Linked DNA regions of Triticum aestivum: region 1 is linked to region 2. A link is a contact called in public Hi-C data. All regions are on one chromosome and are shown on one strand. Each heading gives the region's core, a stretch centred on a gene start, on an enhancer-like site or on the middle of the called end of the contact. The rest is flanking DNA. Distances are from core to core; before and after follow the strand shown. Region 1 holds the start of LOC123097637 (inactive glucose-6-phosphate 1-dehydrogenase 4, chloroplastic). Region 2 has its middle 6.6 kb from the start of LOC123097634.

Region 1 (2,700 bases), core at 60-2,559, 180 kb before region 2:
AGGACGATCAGCTTCAGAGTGGTTGAGTCCCAGATGCATTGAACTTTTGTCATCGATCGAGTTATCTGACATAACAGAGCTTGTATTTGCTGTTTCACCTCCAGTTTCTACATAAAAGGAAGAAATAATGTGTGTCAGTGTGTGTGAAAGCATCTGGATGCAAGCAAATAACCACGGAGAAATTTGTGATGACAGTAGTAAGATAGTATGGTGAAATCTGGGGACTAGCATATTTCACAAATAATGCAAACTGAACATAACTTTCAAAGGCATGAAGCAAACTAGTGCCATGCACATGTAAAACTGCGGGAATGATAAGCCAGGAATCCCATAATTTTGATAGATATACTTGAAGTAGCAAATAGCAAGTGGTTTCCGAATACCAACCATCAGCAAGCTGTACATTCCGACGAGTTATCCTTCCAGTCAGCGATGCAACCTTGAAGCAGTCAGGAATTTTACCAACCCCTTGAATTTCCAGCTTTCTCTGAACTTGCGATCCATGCCTCCTCAGGGCCTTGTGGAGCTTCATCTTGGCAGCAATCCAACATTGCGTTCTAAGAGTGACAGCAGGTCCTGCAACCTACGCGCAGAAGCATCAAACAGCAGTTGATCAGCACTTGAATGTGTCCATGTCTACTAGTACATCTGACAGTAACTAAACCAGATGCAGAACAAATAGAACGCAAGCATCATCTGTAGGCAATATGGGCCTCAGCATTCCGTCAGCCTCAGGCGCCAGAACGAGCCACAAGAATCACGTGCTCACACACGCATTTCATCGAATATCCTGATAGGAGACAGGAGCACTTGCCCTTCCATCCACCCCTCTTGGCCCGTAGGAATGACGCATGACGCATCCATCGTCACAGAATCCAGCATAGCACCATAACCATAGCAACTTGGTAAAGGCATTTTATCAAGCAGGTCAAGCGCGCCACAAGGGTGGAAGGAGGCCGAAAGGCACGACGGCCACCAACCACAGGAGCTCGGCTGGAGTACTCACCGGGCTGAAGCGCGCAGCCCCCAACGAAGGCGGCGCTGGAGCTGCTGAAGCCGTCACGGCGAGGACCGTGGTAGCCATGCTCGGCGTTGGCGCTTCTTTCTCGGTCCGCCGTATCCCGCCCCGCTTCTTTTTAGTCTCACGGCGGTGGCCGGTGCCAGGATCGTGTCACTGTCAGGCCCCGGCTGATCTGATAGTGATAGACAGCCACGCGACAGTAGCTAGCTGTACGTGTCGTCGGTCTCAGTTATCACGAGGGAGTGGATAGCGACGCTCTGTAGCCGCCCCCGTTGGGATGGACATTTCGCAGTACAGCCAAAAAAGCCCTAGGAAAGTGACAAAGTACTCCTTGCTTTGCGAAATACGTACAGAGCAGCAAGTCTAAAAATAACGTTGCTCATGTGTAAATGCCGGTTGCTGATTGGGCTTTGCCCCAAGCGAGAATTAATCCTGCTCCTAAGCATTGGCCACCTCCTACTACAGACTCCGTTGCTCTATCAGTTGATGGATCTTTTTCAGTTGATTATGGCGCCGCAGCCGTAGGGTTGATTCTCCAGCGACATGATGGATCAGTTATTTTTGCAGCATACTGATATATTTTCAATTGCAATGATGCATTGGAAGTGGAGATACATGCGCTTATGCAAGGGATGGCATTTGCTATACAACACTCCAATTTTTCGGTGATTGTTTAATCTGATTCTAGTGTGGCGTTATCGAGTTTGACAGGAGATGGATTGATTCGTTCTGCCTATGGACATCTCGTAGCTGAAATTAAGGCATTGATGAGGGATGGGGGGTTTATTCCCCAGAAATTAAATAAGGATCAAAATAGAGTCGCTGACCGCTTAGCAAATTATAGTCGCGTAGAGTGTACCGCGGCTGTGTGGATGCATCTCCTTTTTCATCGCAAAAAAAGGACGCGTGCTCCTGGGAGCTAAACTTTTTCGCTATCAGCTACCGCTTTGCCGTTTCGAAGCATGGGATGCAGTTTCACTATCCAAGTTCTTGGTTATGACAAACACAAATTGGTACTACTGAATTTGTATGAGAAATATTATTGTCATCGTCGCTATTGTTATTGTTTTTCTTTAAACAAAGGCGTGAGCTTTGCCTCGTCTATTAATTAAGAAGTTTATTGTTACAAAGATACCCTACAACCAAAAGTGTTACTCTCTTAATATTATTTTTTCTAACTTTTTAGCACCCGCTTTGGCCCAAAGCACGGCCTCCTCTTTAATTAAGCTTAGAAGGATTGGATGTGGAACGATCTTGTGACAGAAGACATGGGCATTTCTCTTGTTTGAGAGAGAGACCATGACTTTCCTATGAGGGGTGTTGGCATATGATAAATTGATCCACCAATTTTTAACGTAATTTTTGGAGTGCCACAAGATGGTATCAATGTTTTCGAGGTGTATCCAATCATTGACAAAATTCCAAATGTAAATTGGGAAGCGGTTGTTGTGCAAAAGTAGTATACAAAAATTACACTCATAACTCAGGTTTGGAGCCCGCAAAAACAAACTCAGATTTGCAAACTATGCCCATGCAGAGAGAGTAGACTGTTAGTTGACGCAACATCTAACGATGTGTCTGTATAATGAGCTATGCTCCTGCGTGAGCTTGTGGACTTATTTATGGGCATGTAGCTTTGGTTTTTCTTCATGAACCTATTTATGGGCCTCTGATTTGTA
Region 2 (2,700 bases), core at 29-2,528:
GAAACGGATTCTCCGATATATCCATGTCACGATGTCTCTTGGACTCACTCTCACGGCGTCCACCTCTATGGATATGGTGGCTTATTCCGATGCTAATTGGGTTGGCTGCCCTGGCACACGTCGCTCCACTTCTGGCTACTGCGTCTACCTCGGTCCCTCCCTCGTCTCGTGGTCGCCCAAGCGACAACCATAGTTCCGCGCTCCAGCGCGGAGGCCGAGTACCGAGCAGTGGCTAACGCAGTCGCCGAGTGCACCTGGCTACGGCAGCTACTTCAGGAGTTGCATCATGATGTCTCCCAGGCCACGGTTGTCTACTGCGACAACGTCTCTGCGGTGTATCTTTCCACCAATCCCGTTCATCATCGCCGGACCAAGCACATCGAGCTGGACATTCGCTTTGTGCGTGAACAGGTAGCCCTTGGACGCATTCGGGTTCTCCATGTTCCGACCGCACAATAGTCGCCGATGTGATGACTAAGGGTCTGCCAACTTCCACCTTCGAGGAGTTTCGTTCCAGTCTCTGTGTCTTTGGCGATGCTTCGACTGCGCGGGGTGGAGGTGTATATTGTGTCTTGGGCCCACCTCCTAATTCTCTTGTATAGTTGAGGTTGTGGCACTCATCTTGTACATCATATATACGTGTCCAGTGCACCGATGCAATTGTGTTGCATGGCCTAAACATTGTCTTGTACACTACTGTAGCTGCCATCCTAACACAACCTCAGATCGATCAATTAAAACTGGCAGTGAGAAAATTCACACGTGTATCCCCTTGGTCTGGAAGCAGGCACTTTCCTACCACGGGAAAATTCACACCACGGATGCACGTGCATGTGGTACACACAGAGAAACAAAGAGACATCTCGATCGATGCCGATCGCCACGGCGCCAAACGCAGATTTTCTCGGTGAAGCCGTACGTGGACTGGAACAGGAAGACCACCGAGATGTTGTAGGGTTTGAACTGAAAGGCGACATGTACGCACCACACGCCTGCACCCCCTTTCAGATACACTAGCAGTACCCCTCAAAAAAATAATTACACTAGCAGTACAAGCCTAGGCACAAGTGAACAAACGGTCACGCGCACAAAAGTAACCAGACGTCCACGTCCATGTCGACCAAGATCAATAACTCCAGCGCCCTGCTTTTCCAGGAACCTTCACCTCTCTCTCTCAAAATTATCCCGCGCCGGTCGTCCAATCAACCCACTCACCAACTTTCCCAAGCAACGGTACGATGCGCACGAAACCGTCACGCCCTATGACCGTGCGGTGCTGCGGGAGATACCGGTGTGGTGTGACCCCAAGCTCAATCAAAGCCCCATGTGCCACAATTCGCTCCGGCCGGAGCCCGCAACAAAATTATTATCCGGCGGATTCCGGGAACCTGCAGGGGCCAATCCACAGCCACAGAAGCGCAGTGGTGATATCTTGAAACAAAGATCGTCTCCCTGACCGGACCTTGTAATCTTGCGGCCGCGCAACCCTATATAAGGCCCCGCCAACAAAACCCCCCCATCACCTCCTCATCCCAAAGCAGCTTAGCTTAACCAACTTGGCTCAGCTGGTTGATCGCTCTGTCCGCTTCAACTTCATCGCAGCGAGGCGCGCGCTCTCCTTGGCTTCGTCCCATTGCTGCTGTACGTATTCGATCGAGATTGTGGGGATGGACAAGCTGAGCGTGCACCACGGGCAGCACAACGGCATCTCCAAGCCGCCGGTGCACCACCACGGCAAGGGCGGCGGGAAGGGCAAGGGTGGCGGCAAGGGGATCAAGGTCGTCTACATCTCCAGCCCCATGATGCTCACCGCCAGCGCCGAGGAGTTCCGCGCCGTCGTGCAGGAGCTCACGGGCCGCGACTCCAACGTGGCCGACCACGACGCCCCGGGCGTCTCGTCCTACTACTCGTCGTCGTCCTCATCCTCCTACTCCTCGTTCGGGCGCGCCTCTCCGACGGCGGGGGCTACGGCCGCTGCGGGCGCCCGGGCTTTGCCTCCGGCGATGGCGTCCACGGCGGACTACGCGACCGGCGCCGGAGCCATGCCTCCGCCGTTCCAGAGCATGTATGATCAAACGGGAGGCGCCGGCCTGCTTTACGGCCAAGACTACTGGTAGGATCGGAGATCGGTCACCTCGTGGCGGTCGACGGTTCGGCATGCCGTGTGAATTTGCTGTCTACAGTCATGCTTCATGTTTCTTCGATTTTCGATCGACTTGTACTGGAGATGGTAATGTCATGTTGATACGAGAGCTTAGTACATATTTTCGTTTACTTGTCTTTTGCCCTTGTTGTTCGAGATCTTCTCCCACCGTCATGGCAGCATCACCTTTCATCTATGCTCGTATATGTTTGGAATCAAGCTACTCTCTTTTGCTTTGGATCATGATAAATGTCACATGTGTGGCACAAACACATACCAACTCTCAAGGTTTTTTATGGCAAGTTTAATGACACGAGGATGACAACTTAATTGTCAAGCATGGCAACTTTTCTTTCGGATGACAAATTTCAGGATCTTTTAGGTTTACTTTTTCTTTTCGAATGACAACTTTAGTTATAGAAAACATCAGGACCGGAGTGCTTCGTGCCACACGTGTGACACTTATCATTTGAATTTGTTTTGTTACTAGGTTTCACTCAAAATACATTCCTAGTGGTTTTTTAGGTGAGGCGGGGATGTGGTTGGTTTCAAGATAC

The links. Hi-C and Micro-C count contacts between places; a contact is called where the count stands out from the background.
Region 1: a contact with region 2 is called in a Hi-C map of leaf, with 4 times the contacts expected there. The contact joins the promoter of LOC123097637 here to the enhancer-like site in region 2. A contact is called at or near these places in 2 of 5 Hi-C or Micro-C datasets (both in leaf).

What each region holds. Positions count from the first base shown.
Region 1 is chr4D:314,264,222-314,266,921 of IWGSC CS RefSeq v2.1, reverse strand. LOC123097637 (inactive glucose-6-phosphate 1-dehydrogenase 4, chloroplastic) reads right to left here and starts at 1,309. Exons shown (of 12, transcript XM_044519426.1): 1 at 1,007-1,309; 2 at 388-583; 3 at 1-107. The coding sequence starts at 1,084.
Region 2 is chr4D:314,079,824-314,082,523 of IWGSC CS RefSeq v2.1, reverse strand. No RefSeq gene overlaps it. Among protein-coding and RNA genes, the nearest start is that of LOC123097634, 6.6 kb to the right of the region's middle. Within about 2 kb of position 1,278, at least 3 of the 8 cell types and tissues checked have an H3K27ac peak or open chromatin away from gene starts, as enhancers often do. A contact at or near this core is called in leaf, where this site is marked.